Linked DNA regions of Mus musculus: regions 2 and 3 are each linked to region 1. Evidence: chromatin contacts called from public promoter capture Hi-C data. All regions are on one chromosome and are shown on one strand. The core of a region is the stretch at or near the end of the contact, and the rest is flanking DNA. Distances in the headings are between cores, read along the strand shown. Region 1 holds the start of Rarres1 (retinoic acid receptor responder (tazarotene induced) 1). Region 2 overlaps Iqschfp (Iqcj and Schip1 fusion protein). Region 3 holds the start of Smc4 (structural maintenance of chromosomes 4).

What was found. Promoter capture Hi-C pulls out the DNA fragments that hold promoters and counts their contacts.
Region 2: a contact with region 1 is called in a promoter capture Hi-C map of hippocampal neurons, with 2.3 times the contacts expected there. The contact joins the enhancer-like site here to the promoter of Rarres1 in region 1. A contact is called at or near these places in 3 of 39 promoter capture datasets (cranial neural crest, hippocampal neurons and maxillary cranial neural crest), 7 of 484 Hi-C or Micro-C datasets (the N1E-115 cell line, cerebellar granule neurons, cerebellum and 3 more), 3 of 115 datasets of contacts at active chromatin or transcription factors (all in embryonic stem cells) and 1 of 9 other capture datasets (embryonic stem cells).
Region 3: a promoter capture Hi-C map of hippocampal neurons shows a contact between it and region 1, with 3 times the contacts expected there. The contact joins the promoter of Smc4 here to the promoter of Rarres1 in region 1. A contact is called at or near these places in 2 of 39 promoter capture datasets (hippocampal neurons and liver).

The regions. Positions count from the first base shown.
Region 1 is chr3:67,513,852-67,517,880 of GRCm38.p6, reverse strand. It overlaps Rarres1 (retinoic acid receptor responder (tazarotene induced) 1), which reads left to right and starts at 2,358. Exons shown (of 6, transcript NM_001164763.1): 1 at 2,358-2,720. The coding sequence starts at 2,466. It overlaps Gm40067 (a long non-coding RNA gene), which reads right to left and starts at 2,632. Exons shown (of 3, transcript XR_001783859.2): 1 at 2,125-2,632.
Region 2 is chr3:68,541,397-68,545,564 of GRCm38.p6, reverse strand. The region is part of intron 5 of Iqschfp (Iqcj and Schip1 fusion protein); the gene reads right to left. The region is part of intron 2 of Schip1 (schwannomin interacting protein 1); the gene reads right to left. Among named protein-coding and RNA genes, the nearest start is that of Gm22073, 4.2 kb to the left of the region's middle. Within about 2 kb of position 2,189, at least 114 of the 459 cell types and tissues checked have an H3K27ac peak or open chromatin away from gene starts, as enhancers often do. A contact at or near this core is called in the N1E-115 cell line, cerebellar granule neurons, cortical neurons and 2 more, where this site is marked.
Region 3 is chr3:69,002,136-69,006,715 of GRCm38.p6, reverse strand. Smc4 (structural maintenance of chromosomes 4) reads right to left here and starts at 1,978. Exons shown (of 24, transcript NM_133786.4): 1 at 1,626-1,978; 2 at 503-640. The coding sequence starts at 635. Ift80 (intraflagellar transport 80) reads left to right here and starts at 2,146. Exons shown (of 20, transcript NM_026641.2): 1 at 2,146-2,284.

The sequences.
Region 1 (4,029 bases), core at 1,109-3,608:
TGCTGGATTTATTCTTTGTCAAGATTCTATCTTCTTTTCAATTTGTTGTCACAATTCTTTTTAACTTGCTAGCAACAGCAACAATGATAGCAATTTCAAATAGCCATTACTTTCACCTCGGCACATACATGTAGATATGAGCACACTCGAACCTCACAATCACCCAGTAGGGCAGGAGGTGCCACCCAAGCACAAGTGGGGGAGATTCAGCTCAACCTAAGTATCTGGGCTCCAAGCAGGGGCTCCAGGCTCTGGATAACCTGGGGGTGCTATCTCAGGTCAAAAGACCAACATTGTAAGCCCACTCACTTCCATGATCCAAAAGCAACCACTGTTTCTGGTTGGTTCTTCCAGAGGTATTCGGTACATTCATAACTATGTAGCAGGCACTGGGAAGTCTTGACAGGCGATATGGCTAGGGACACTTTTGAATTCAAAGTGAATTGTGAACGTCAAAAAAGAATCTGCATGTACATGTTAACAGCTTAGTACATGCACACTGTGAACCAGTTTACTTGTCCCGAGTTCAGCCCTAGACAAATGGAGGGTTGACTCCAGAAGACACCAACTACACTGCATATTCCAGGAAAGTTCCTGAGCCTAGATGTTTACAGAATGAGAGAAGCTTTCAGGGAAGATGATGGGGGGGGGGGGGGGGGCAGGCATCTCTAATCTCAAAGATGTGACTGTCCCTGTGAGCAGAGGGGCATGGCAGCTCCAGGATAATTGTCTGCCTTGTTCTCCTCCTCCTGGCTCGGTGAGATGGAAGGCAGCTTTTCCTAAGGATGTCTATCCACTGCCTTCTCTGGTTGCCTGCCTTTCTATACAAAGTGCAACATAATATTCAACCCATCTCTGCTCATTGGCATTTGTGGCAGGAGTGGGAACAGGTATCCTGGCCTCTTATGTACACTAGGAAGCACATGTTTTCTGACAGCTGATGTCCACTTTGCTTCCTAAGTGACCATATGGGTACTGACCATGGTTAGTCCAGGGGCAGGGTGAGAGAGGGAAAGAAAATGGAAACAAAGGATATGTGGGCCTTTTTGAAATACTCCACCTACCCCAATGATTCTGCTGTCCCCTCTTGATATGACTGCCAGCCCTGACCTGGGTTAAGTCACCATCTTAAGGCTTCTGGCTCCCTCCTCAATTTTCTGCAGAGCATGCTATTGCAAACAGCACAGGACACGTTCCCTTGGCTCATCGACTGTAGGTGTGCTCCAGATGTTTATCTGGTTGCTCATCCTCATCTCCCCATGACCCAGGTGTTTCGTAAATCTGCAGAAGGAAAGACAGTCCACAGATGGGCAACAGGGGGGAGTATCGTTTAGACAGTTTCTCTTTGTCCACAGGCCTATGGCTTGGTGATCATAGGATGGCTCCTTCCAGAATCCCGTCTTTGAGCACTGGAGTCTAAGGCAGATGGCAGGCAGTAGGCTGCAGGCTGGGATGGCAGGAAAGATACCCAGCCAACTGCTCCCTTTGTTCCACAGGTGTCTCCCAGCTTCACAAGCAGTAGTTAACAAATGGGTCTCAATCATTCTTTGGTCCTTCAGGATAGCGACTGCTGCTGATGAGGTGGGCTAGACCCCTGGGTATCTCCGGTTGTTCTGTCTCTCTTACATTTCATTTCATTTATTATTTAATTTGTTATGTTGTACGTAGGTAGGTGGGTGGGTGGTGGTCGTAGGACAACTTGCTTGAGTATGTTCTCTCTGTTCACTACATTGGTCCTGGCAAGACTCCAGTCATCGGGCTTGGTGGCTAGCACCTTTACTCACTGAGCCACCTCACAGGTCCCTAAAGGGCTTTCTCTTACCTGTGGTTTAGAAAATAGTAGCCACCTCTTGCCTTCAGTGACGCGTTGATTCCACACCTCACGCCACTGGAATCTGGCTTCAACCCAAGGCCCCTCTCCAGTATTAATTAATTTACTTGATTCTCAAAACCTCTGTCCGGTCGCCCACCGCCCCTCCTCCCTACCTGGCCTGCAGGTGCTCACTACCTGCTCCCGCCCTCTGCACACTTTCCCTGTTTCCAGCTGCCTCTTCTCAAATTCCCCATCAAGGCCAAGGCCACTGGTCCCTGTCACCACCCGTCTCCTCTTTCACCTCAACTAACCTTTGGAGTGGGTTCTAAGACCTGAGGGTTGTGAAATTGCAGCAGCCGCAGGCGACAAGCTAAGTTCCCAGAGTTGGAGTCGGAGTGTGCCCTCAAGGAGGCGCCCCACTGTCCCATGTCCCCTCTCACCGCGTCATGGGGACATGGGACATGACCCGCTCTCCCGGAGGCGCCTTCTGGTCCTTCTGCTTGGACAGGGAGGCGAGGAAGGGCGGCGACCCGGGGGCGGAGGGGAGTGGCCGCCGTGGCCTATTTCCGTGAGCACTGCGAACCGGGTCCAGGGAGCTCAGCGCCAGCTTTCCCCATCCACGCAGCCCCGTGGGCCCCTGCCGCCCGTGTCCATGCAGCCCCGTCAACCCCCGATGCCAGCGCTGTTGCTGAGCCTCTGGCTGCTGCCGAGCCTCGCACTGGCCGCTGCTGTCACTGAGCCCGCGGACCTGGAATACACCGAAGTCCCCCGGCAGCCCGCGGCCGTGGGGCTGCCACGCGGGATCCTGCAGCTGGCGGCGCGCGCTGCGCTGCACTTCTTCAACTTCCGCGCGGGCTCGCCCAGCGCGCTACGGGTGCTGGCCACCGTGCAGGAGGGCCGCGCGTGGGTGAGTGAGCCGCGACGCGGCGGGACACGCTCGGGGACCGCAGCGTTCCCAGCCTGAGCTTGTGTCGCGCGAGAGGCGCGGAGCCCTCCAACGCTGCCTCTGCCTTTCCGGTATTTCTGAGGCCAGAAATACTTAGCGTGTTTGAGAACCTAAGAAAAAAGGTCCCATGAATAACAGCCCCTGGTCGGGGTACCCAGTGTGGGTGTTGGCATGCGCACTGTGTACCCAGTCTACTCATGGCTTAGACTCTATGGCTCCTACCAAAGTAGGGGAGGTGTGTGTGTACAAAAGCTAAGCCAGCTCTCTACATCGCAGACACGTTTCTAGAGTTTCGTTGTTCATGGCAGGCCACCAGTGCAAGGCTTCGGGATAAAGTGGTAAAGGTTACTCAGGGGTCTGACCAGGGACCATTCAGTTCTGGTATCTTCTTAATCTAACTAGGGAGTGACAGGGCCGCCGTCTTCTGCATAACTGAAAGGGCGATCGAAACTTTTCAGCTCCTAGATCGCTTGCTGATTTCCGGACAGTGGCTGTAGATGTGTTGCTCTCTTCATTAAACAGATTTTTAAAGTTACACAACTGCGGAATCCCGAGGCAATGAGGCTCCCGGGGTGTTCCACAAAGCCACAGATCCGCAGCCTTGCATCTTCTGTAGAGTGGAGCATAAGATTTAAATTGGTGTGATGATAAAGACCATCCTCCGTGTAGCATCAGATGATGTGAATCACCTTCGTAACTCTCAGCCTTATTTCCTTATTTCTAGAAAAAGGCAAACTACTGTGAGTGTTAAATAAACAGCAACAGCAAAACAATCTTTACTGTCTCAGGGACAGTCTCTACTCCAGGCTCCATCCAGCCTTTACTAGTTCACCGGAGAAATGAAGTCACAACTTAAGATCTTGTCCTCTTCTTTGAGGAAAGAGGAGCCCTGATGACAACCTCCCTCGTTATTGGGGGGTGGGGGGGGGGAGAATTCTCTATTAAAACAAACAGACAAACAAACAAACAAACCCAGACGGACAAAGTTCACCAATTTTCAAATACCAGGGATTATTTTCTTTCAATCCAATATGATTTTTAAAAAAATCATAAAATAGAACTAGTGAGACAGTCGTTGGGTAAAGGTGCCTGCTGGCAAGCTTGTGAGTTTGATCCTCTGACCAGGAGGTGGATGAAGAGACCTGACTCCCCCAAGTTGTCCTTTGACTTCCACGTGCCTGCTACAGCATGCATGCACACACATAATAAATGTCATTTTTTTTTAAACTCCTAAAATACCTAGCATTTCTGGGCTTTTTCAGCTACCCCT
Region 2 (4,168 bases), core at 940-3,439, 1.0 Mb before region 1:
GGCAGAGGGAGGGGACAGGGAGAAATGGCATCGGGGCAGGGGGAGATGAATACAAATATGAGCCTATAATGAGATATAGTCAGGGCTGGTAAGACAGCTCAGCAGGTAAAGGGGCTTGCTGCCAAGAGTGATGACCTGAGTTCCATCCCCAAGATCCACTAGTAGAAAGAAAGCTGAACCCCAAAGCCTGTGCAGTGCGCTCTCTCTCTCCTCCCTCTTTCCCTCCATCCCTCCCTCCCTGCACACACACACACACACACACACACACAGAGTCCACAACTTTTAAATGCTCTGCAAGTGTCTTGGCTTTTTACAGCTCCCACTTAGCATTGACTGAATACAGTCCCAGTTCCCATGTCTGCAAGAAATCTATGTGTCACAAAGATGAACTCCAAGGTTGTCCATGGAAAGGCAGAACAAATACCTAATGTCTACCATCTACATCAAAGGCTTCATAGTGGCAAACTCACTTGGTGTGTCTAATCTAGTGACAGGCACAAGACATGCTGACGTCTGCTCGGCTGTTCCAGTCACTGCACACAGCCATAGCTTAGCTTCCTCCCAGGGCCTCACTTAGCCACTGAGGCTGCAGCTCATCTGTGGGCGCTCTCCTCCACTGTGGGAAGAGGCAGCAAGGGCTGGACGAGGCCATCCCAGCAGTGGATGCATTGGCCGCTGGGCAGCGAGCGGTGTGACACTTGGTTAGCAGCAACAGTGGCTCTGCTTGCTAAAACCAACCAGCTGGCAAACACCTGCCTGTTTTCCAGAACATTCCTCAGTTCCCAGATTGAGAGATTCTATCTGTCCTTCAGTGCCCTCCAAAGATCATAGCTGTTCATTTCTAACCCCTGCTTTGTGCAGAATTCCTCCTAGCTGGAGAGCTGCCTCATTTCACACGTGCCTTAGAAATTGGCTACAAGCAAAACAAATCAAAGACAGATTCTCTATTTTTTTTCCCCCTTGGGTGTCATCTTCTTGTCTCTGTCTTCCCCCTGCCCCCTACAACTCAAATCCGGGAAAGCAGGGGAAGTCTTGTGCCTCCAAGCACACAGGCCAGAGGAAGGCTGGAGGTAACACATCTTCACCAGCGGCTCAGGTCTGGCTCCCAGTGGCAGCACAAGCTGATACAGTGTAATAAAAACCCACACAGTGAGCCCACAGCACCAGTGTGGGCACACTGTAGCTAGCCCACAGCACCAAACAGCCACTCAGGTGTATCTTCTGGGATACTGGAATACTTTGTATACCATACAGTTTACAAACACAATTGACTGCTCACTTTATCACAGTGTCTTATTTATGTGTTTGCCTGCCTATCTATCAATCTACCTTTATTTATTTAATTACTTATTTTATTTTAAACCGTTTCCCTACAGTCAGGCTGGTGGGGAACTTGCTATATGCAGCCCAGCCGGGCTTCCTACTTGAGCTCCTCCTGCATCTGCCTCTTCAATGCTGGAATAATAGTGGTGGTCTTCATCTACCCAGGCACTATCCACTAAGAGTGTAGGTCTTCATCACATACCTACGCCCTACCTCCAAAAGGATATCCTGCGTCCTGGGAAGAGACCCACTTGGACATGATTAACAGAGATGACCAGATCTGGACCAGGTTTGCATAAAGTTCTTAGAGTAATGGTCAGGAAAGCCCCAGCATGTTTGCTTAGCCTTTTGTTTTTGAGATGGGGAAATCTCACTTTATACCCCAGGCTGGCCCTAAAACTCACCAGTAGTTCAGGCTGGCCTCAAAGTCACAGAAACCCCGCCTTAACCTGTTATGTGTTAGATTCACAGGTAGGAAGCCACCACATGGGAGTCTGTGTGCTGTGTTATTTTTTAAAAAAAATTAATTCATTTATTATATGTAAGTACGCTGTAGCTGTATTCAGACACTCAAGAAGAGGGTGTCAGATCTCCTTACGGATGGTTGTGAGCCATCATGTGGTTGCTGGGATTTGAACTCAGGACCTTCGGAAGAGCAGTCGGTGGTCTTACCTGCTGAACCATCTCACCATCCCCCCGGGTGCTGTGTCTTAAAGTGGATCAGAAGGCTTCTCATTAAACTCATGGTTTATTTGGCTCACAACCACCCTCTTCTGTGAATAGCATAGCTCTGGGGCTGCTTCTGTGAGGGAGGAGGTGGGAAGTGAGTCTTTAGATTTTACAGTCAATGCTTTATTGAAGACACTAGGGGTCAGCAGATTCCCAAAAGTTGTGAGTGAAACCAGGAGCCCTGGCACCTAGGGCGGGGCCCGGTGCTCAGGGCGTTGCTGGAGAGATGCCCACAGCAGCCCGAGTCTAATTACTATTGTAGCCCCTTCCATATACAGGCCCTCCTCTTAGCAGTAACTTTAACTTTCATTTGGGTGCCTGACGTCCTCCTGCAAAGCCTGGGTGCTCTGAGACGATGATCTGATGCTGGAGTTTGTGCTGCAGCCCAAGCTAATTTACATAATACCTCCCACAGCATAGCCCAGGCTGCCAGTTCAAAGAAATATGACCTTATTTGGGCAGTGAGAGCCAAGAGATAAAATGGGATGGAGGTGGGAATGAGGGTAGGGGCGGGGACTGAAGAGGTGGCTCAGCAGGCAACTAAAAACCAGCACTGGTCTTGTAAGGAGGACTATTCAGTTCTCAGTACTCACAAGCACCCATAAAGATTGGGGGAGGGGAAATCTAACAGCTTCTGGACCCCGCAGGACAGGCACCTGCATTCACACATTTGTATACACACATACAAACTTAAATAATTGAAATAAACTAGAAGATTGAATGGGGAGAGGCAAGGAAATTTGCTAAGGACAACTGATTCTTCTGACAGAGTTCCTGGAAGTCCCCCTACCCATCTTTTCTTCCAATTAGATAAGAAACTTACTCTGGAGTCATATGATCCATACTCTGGCAACAACCAGGTGTGGCAATGTGGGATAGCTATAAAATGAAGCTGACTGCAAGAAACACAGCAGGGGCTTTAATAAAAATGATACAGTTCTGAGAAAAATTCTATTAAGTAAAAGAAGAAAACACATTCTAAATCATGTGTGTGTGCAGGTATGAGTGTGTGCAGGGGTGTGTGTGTGTGTGTGTGTGTGTGTGTGTGTGTGTGCATCCCATGCTGGAAATAGAACCCAGAGCTTTGTGGAACGGCTTTCTTCCCTTGAGCTTCAGCCATATACCCAGAAGCGTTTTCTAAAGAACGTCCTAGCTGTTTAAAAGCCAAATCTCTTCTCTGTGAAGCCAGGTTGAATATGGATTTTTTTCATATTTGCATTTAGTGGCAACTTACATAACACACTGAGGGGACAAAGCGTTTCAAGTGGGAAAGCAACTGAGTTGTATGTTCAAAAGCTGCAAGTTTCATGCCAGACCAACCTGTACTGGGGGGACACCAAAACTCTGCAGGATGACTTAAAGGCCATGGACCCAGCTCCTGACTGGGGAGGAGGACGTTATATATACTCAAGGCTTCTCTCCTTTACAGTTGCTGTGCAGAACGTATCATTGCTGGTTCATCTTCCTTCCCATGTGCTCGTCAGTAGACGTGGTTTTTTTTTAAAGTGTTGATCAAAATTATATCCTCTTGTTTTACAAGAGCAGGGAGCTCCTGCCACTGTGCCTGGAAAGCCGAGAGGGTGGAGGACAGGCCTGCACTCCAGTTGTCTTCTGATGCCCATTGCTTATCAGCCCGAAGCAGTGTCAGGCCCTCAGAGCTCAAAGGCCTAGGCATTTCCTTCATGTGCAAAGACGGTTTGCTTTGGAACTCAGCAGAGAATCAGTAAGGGACCAAAGGGATCGATCGCTAACACAGCCAGCTCTCCACAGCACTGAAGATGGCATCTGTGGATCAACTGCAGATAAAAAACCATTTCTAAGAAGGATCGAGGGTAGGTGTGGTGGCCAAGAGCACTGGCTGCTCTTCCAGAGGACAGGGTACGGCTCCCAGTGCCCATACAGTGGCTTTCAGCTCTCCCTCACATCTTTTCTGACCGCCTTCTGCACCATGCCTGAACATAGTGCACAAATACAGTGAAAGCAAAGCACTCACACACATTAAATACATCTTTTTTTAAACAACAACAATGATGACGACATTTAGGCCTTCTAAGAAGGTTCCTGGGGACTCAAGGTGCTTACTGCCAATCCTGATGACCTAAAACCAATCTCCAGG
Region 3 (4,580 bases), core at 729-3,228, 1.5 Mb before region 1:
TAGGGGGCCCAGCAATTTTTTTCTTGTGTAGAACCCAAGTTTGGTTTTCAGCACCCACAATGGGATGCTCGAGGTTCATGCCCTCCAGGGGCACCTGCACTCATGTACATATGCCCGCGTCACCCAACACTGACACACTTTATAAAGTAAAAATTAGTATTGCGCCCCAAAAGACAATCCAACAGTAAAGGGCGAGTCACGCAACTCCACATCACATTCACTCCAGTCTAAGGGCGCAGAGGCGCTCAGCACCCATGCCGCTTTCAGCGGAAATATGAGAAAGAGGTCAGTACTACTCTAAAACACAGAAACTCACAACGCAAGTTTTCCGCTCACTCTCATATCTTCCAGAACCGTTAGAGCAAACTGCATGGAATTCCTCTGAAAACCAAAGAACGGCTTTCCGGAGCTTCCCAAATCAACCTGTCGTCGCCTGCGCCCCGCCACCCTCAGAGGGTCTCCACAGGCTTCCGACGCACGGGGATCCCGACCTGTCACTCACTTGCGGGTGCAGCGCTCTCCGCTTCGCCGGCCGGTTGCTCCATCTCTTCGTCGCTGTGGGCACCGTCCTGGGAGGGCGGCGGCCCTTCCTCCTGGTGGCAGGCAGTGGAGGGCTTGGTGCCCTTACGCCGCATGGTGGCTGCGGCAGAAGAGTCCCGAGTCAGGTCGGCCCGCAGCTCGCCGCTCAGGCCCCGCAGCAGCAGGACGGGCTCCGCCCAGGACCCACCCCGCCACCGCGTTCCCCAACGCCGCTAGCCAGTAGCGGGTCCCTAGGAAAGTGGCTACTAGGAACCCAGCAGTGGCAACCGGGCGGGACGGGTTTTCCCACGCCCCAGCTACGTGGGGAAACATAGCCGCGCCTGCCATCGCGCCCAGGACGGAGGAATTCGCTCAGGCCACCCCCGCCCCTGTGGAACCATCTCATAAGAGAAGGACGTCTGCTGACAAGTCTCCTCCCGTCGGGGCTGGGGAGTGAATGTGCTCGGAATCGGGGAGGGAGGGAGAGAGGTACAGAGTGGGAGAGAGAGAGAGAGACAAGTTCGTCCAGCTTCGGGGCTGCGTGGCTACTCTCCAGAGCAGCAGCGCCTGCCTGCCCGGGCGACTTGTCAACCCCCTCCCTTCTCCCCGCCATTTAGGTCCTGACGCCCGGACGGCCCTCGGAGAAGTCCAGGTCTCTTTTCCTCATCGCCCCAGCGGAGAGGATGGCCGAAGCCGGAGTCACCCGCCACACACTGCTGAACTGGACTCTGGCAGCGTCTGCTTGGGTTGGGTCACTTTCCGGGATAGTAGGGGGTCTAACCCTCCCGGGTCCGGGGCGGAGTCCCGATGGACGACAGTGTAAGCCATGCCAAGTGCCCAGGAGAGGCTCTGAGTGGGGCTGCAGTCCCCTTAGGAGACAGGACGGATCGGCCTGGGGGAGGGGACGCTCTGGCCGAGCCAGGCTCGCTGCCTCCCCCAGGAAGAGGCGCCGGAGCCGCCGCCCGGCCGCCGAGGGGGAGGGGTGACAGGCACGGGAGCTCGCCGAGCCGCCTCCGCCGCTCCAGCTCCAGGCCTTGGGGTTGCGGGCGCCCGCGGGGCAGGGAGGAGAAAGTGTGACAACCTGATCTAGAAGAGAAGGACTTCACCTGTCGGCGGGTCCACTCCGAGCCGGGCTGAAATGGTGGCACGGCCGACCCCCCGCCTCGCTCCTCCCGGTGTCTCGGCTCCGGGTCCTTCACTCGAAAATGGCGCCTAAAATCCAAACTCGAACGGAAATTCGTTACAAACGCGCGCAAGGGTTTCTGGGACCCGCGAATTTGAAAAAAAGTGCGGCGAGTCCCACCGCCATCTTCGGGCCGTTCGGGCGCATGCGCGGGCTCTACCCCAGGGACCGTGGCGCCGAGGGCCAAGTTACGACTGGGAAGGGAGAGCAAGCAGGGCTACGTCCTTTCTGTGGACTTTAACAGAAATGAGAGTTTCGCACTTCTAGAACGACAGCATTTGAAAAACTGGAGGAATTTGAAAAAGAAGGAAAAAAAACAAAACAAAACAAGCAGGGTCCCGCCTACAATTGTAGGCGGGTCCAAGTTGCCCAATAACACCTTCCAGGGAGAGGGCGGGCTCGGTTAGGGGCGGGGTCAAGAGCCCGCTCGGGTGACTGGCACCTAGCAAGTATCGCGGGAACATGGCAGGGGGAAACGCTCGCAGCGCTTAGAAATCACTATGGTGACGGAAAGGTCGGGAGGCTATTTGGTAACTAGTTCGAGCTCTGAGAGCAGTCGCCACCGCTTTCCTGGAACTTGAGGTAAATTTCTTCATCTCCAGAGCCTTTGAAGAAAGGGCTTGGAAGCGGTAGCGGTCATTAAGACCTAGCTTCTCTTGGTTAGATGGGATGAGCTTTGCGGGAGCATCAGTTATTTTCCATCTTCTTCCAGCCACCAGGGTGTTGATCTTGGGATGTGGAGTTTACAGGTAAAGCGAGGAAACCGGGATTATTGAGTTAACCTTGTAGTCCATTTATGAATAACAATGATTTTTGAACTATTTTGTGTAAGTGACACTACTGAAAGGTGTTGAGTTTAAATAACCATTTGGCCAGCAGGGCTCCTAGTGGGAGAAAGGATTCGCTGGTGATAACTAGTTACCGTTATGGGGGAATTAGTTCATAAGTAGCATTTGTCTTTGTTACACAGTGAAAGGAATAGCAAGGGTTGTTAAATGGATGCGGCAATTCCTAATCCCGAGCGGTTTAGTTTCCTTAATGGGCTTTTAACCTGAGTTTGAGGATAATGATGGTTGGGACAGAGTTTCTGACTCTCCGAAAATTGTATACCAAGTTTTGTGTGTTTTGGCATTGTTTTCCTGAATGTTTAGTGACCCTATAATTTTGAAAAACGGTCTGTATCACTCATCCTCCCCAATGTTAAAGAACCGCTGATTAATTTCGCTGCCCCCAGTAAGTATTTATACAGCAACTTTTAAATTGAGAGCTGTTAGCCTTTCTCTTTTTTTTTCCTCAACCTATTTAGGGTTTGGCATTTTAGAGCACCAATAAACCTTTTTTTTTTAAAAAAAAAGATTTATTTATTATTATAATCTAAGTATACTATAGCTGTCTTCAGGTGCACCAGAAAAGGGTGTCAGATCTCATTACAGATGGTTGTGAGCTACCATGTGGTTGCTGGGATTTGAACTCAGGACCTTCAGAGAAGAGCAGTCAGTGCTCTTAACCACTACTGAGCCATCTCTCCAGCCCACCAACCTTTAATGAATGAATTTACATTGTTCTAAAATATATTATGGCTTTGAGATGCCTAACACTTAGATTCAGTGATTCTCAGGAAGTGCTGGAGAGGACTACAAGTGTGGGAGTCTGGAGGAGTTTGGAGATTGGTGTGGTTTGAATAAACGTTTGCTAATATAATAATGTACCTTTATATTTCTAGTTGAAAATAAATTGTCTTCATAAAATAAATGTCACCATGAAGCTCAATGAATATTTTTTGGGGGGGGTATGGAGGACTAGTAGGAGTACCAAGAGGATAAAGGGATTCTTTTTAGGGGCTTCTGGAGTATTTTGTATTTTCAGAGGTTCTAAAATACAACAAAGCTGAGCGGAAGAGATACCTGCTATGAAAGAAGTAGACTGGGCCAGGGGAGATGTGTGGTGTTAGAAGCACTTACTGCTCTTGCAGAGGACCCAGGTTCTGTTCCTAGCACCAACATGGCTCTCAGAACCGTCTGTAACTCCAGTTCCAGGGATTCGGTGCCCTCTTCTGGCCTGGAGAGAGACATGCATGTGAACCACATCATGCAGAGAAGACACTCATACATGTAAAGTAAATGTAAGAAAAAGGTAGAATAGACCATATGGGAAGGTGTATATGCTAGTCAGAGCAGAACTTACTAGAAAGCTATAAGTAGGAAGCAGGAAGGCTGGAGAGACGGCTCAGCAGTGAGGACCACTGCTGCTCTCGCAGACCTGGATTTGGTCCCCAGCACCTATACTGAGAGTTTATACCTGCCTGTAACTCCAGTCCAGGGGACCTGACGCCCTTTTCTGCACAATGGTGGTGCTCGGCACACACATACGTGCATGCAGTATACACATTAAAAGTTAGAAAACAACCCTAAATCCTATTATTTCTTTGGATGTAGAATTGGGCAGTTTACTCATCAAGTGTCTCTGGGAATGTTAAAAATCAACAGATAATGTCTATCTCAGAGCAGTGTTTGTTCATCTAGTATACATAAGTATTTGATATTACTATGTGATGGCATTTGAGGAAGAGTAATTTAGGAAGGATCTTGAAAGGCAAATTAAGAATATAGCTACAGGCTGGGTGTAGCTTGGGAGATGAGGCAGGAAGTTTGCCATGCATTTAGAATACCTGGGCTATGTGTTGAGTTGGAGCCAGTGCTATAGAGTGAGAGTGTTTTTTAAAAAAAAAAAAAGGAAGACTTCTTAACAACTGAAATGGGTTATGTTGTTACAGGGAAAAGAAATCAGTCATAGGTTTAGATAGATCGATATTAAACACTCTTTCCTGAGTAGGGAAGAGTGCCTAGGCAAGAGAAAGGAAAGATTCACGGTTCTTTTG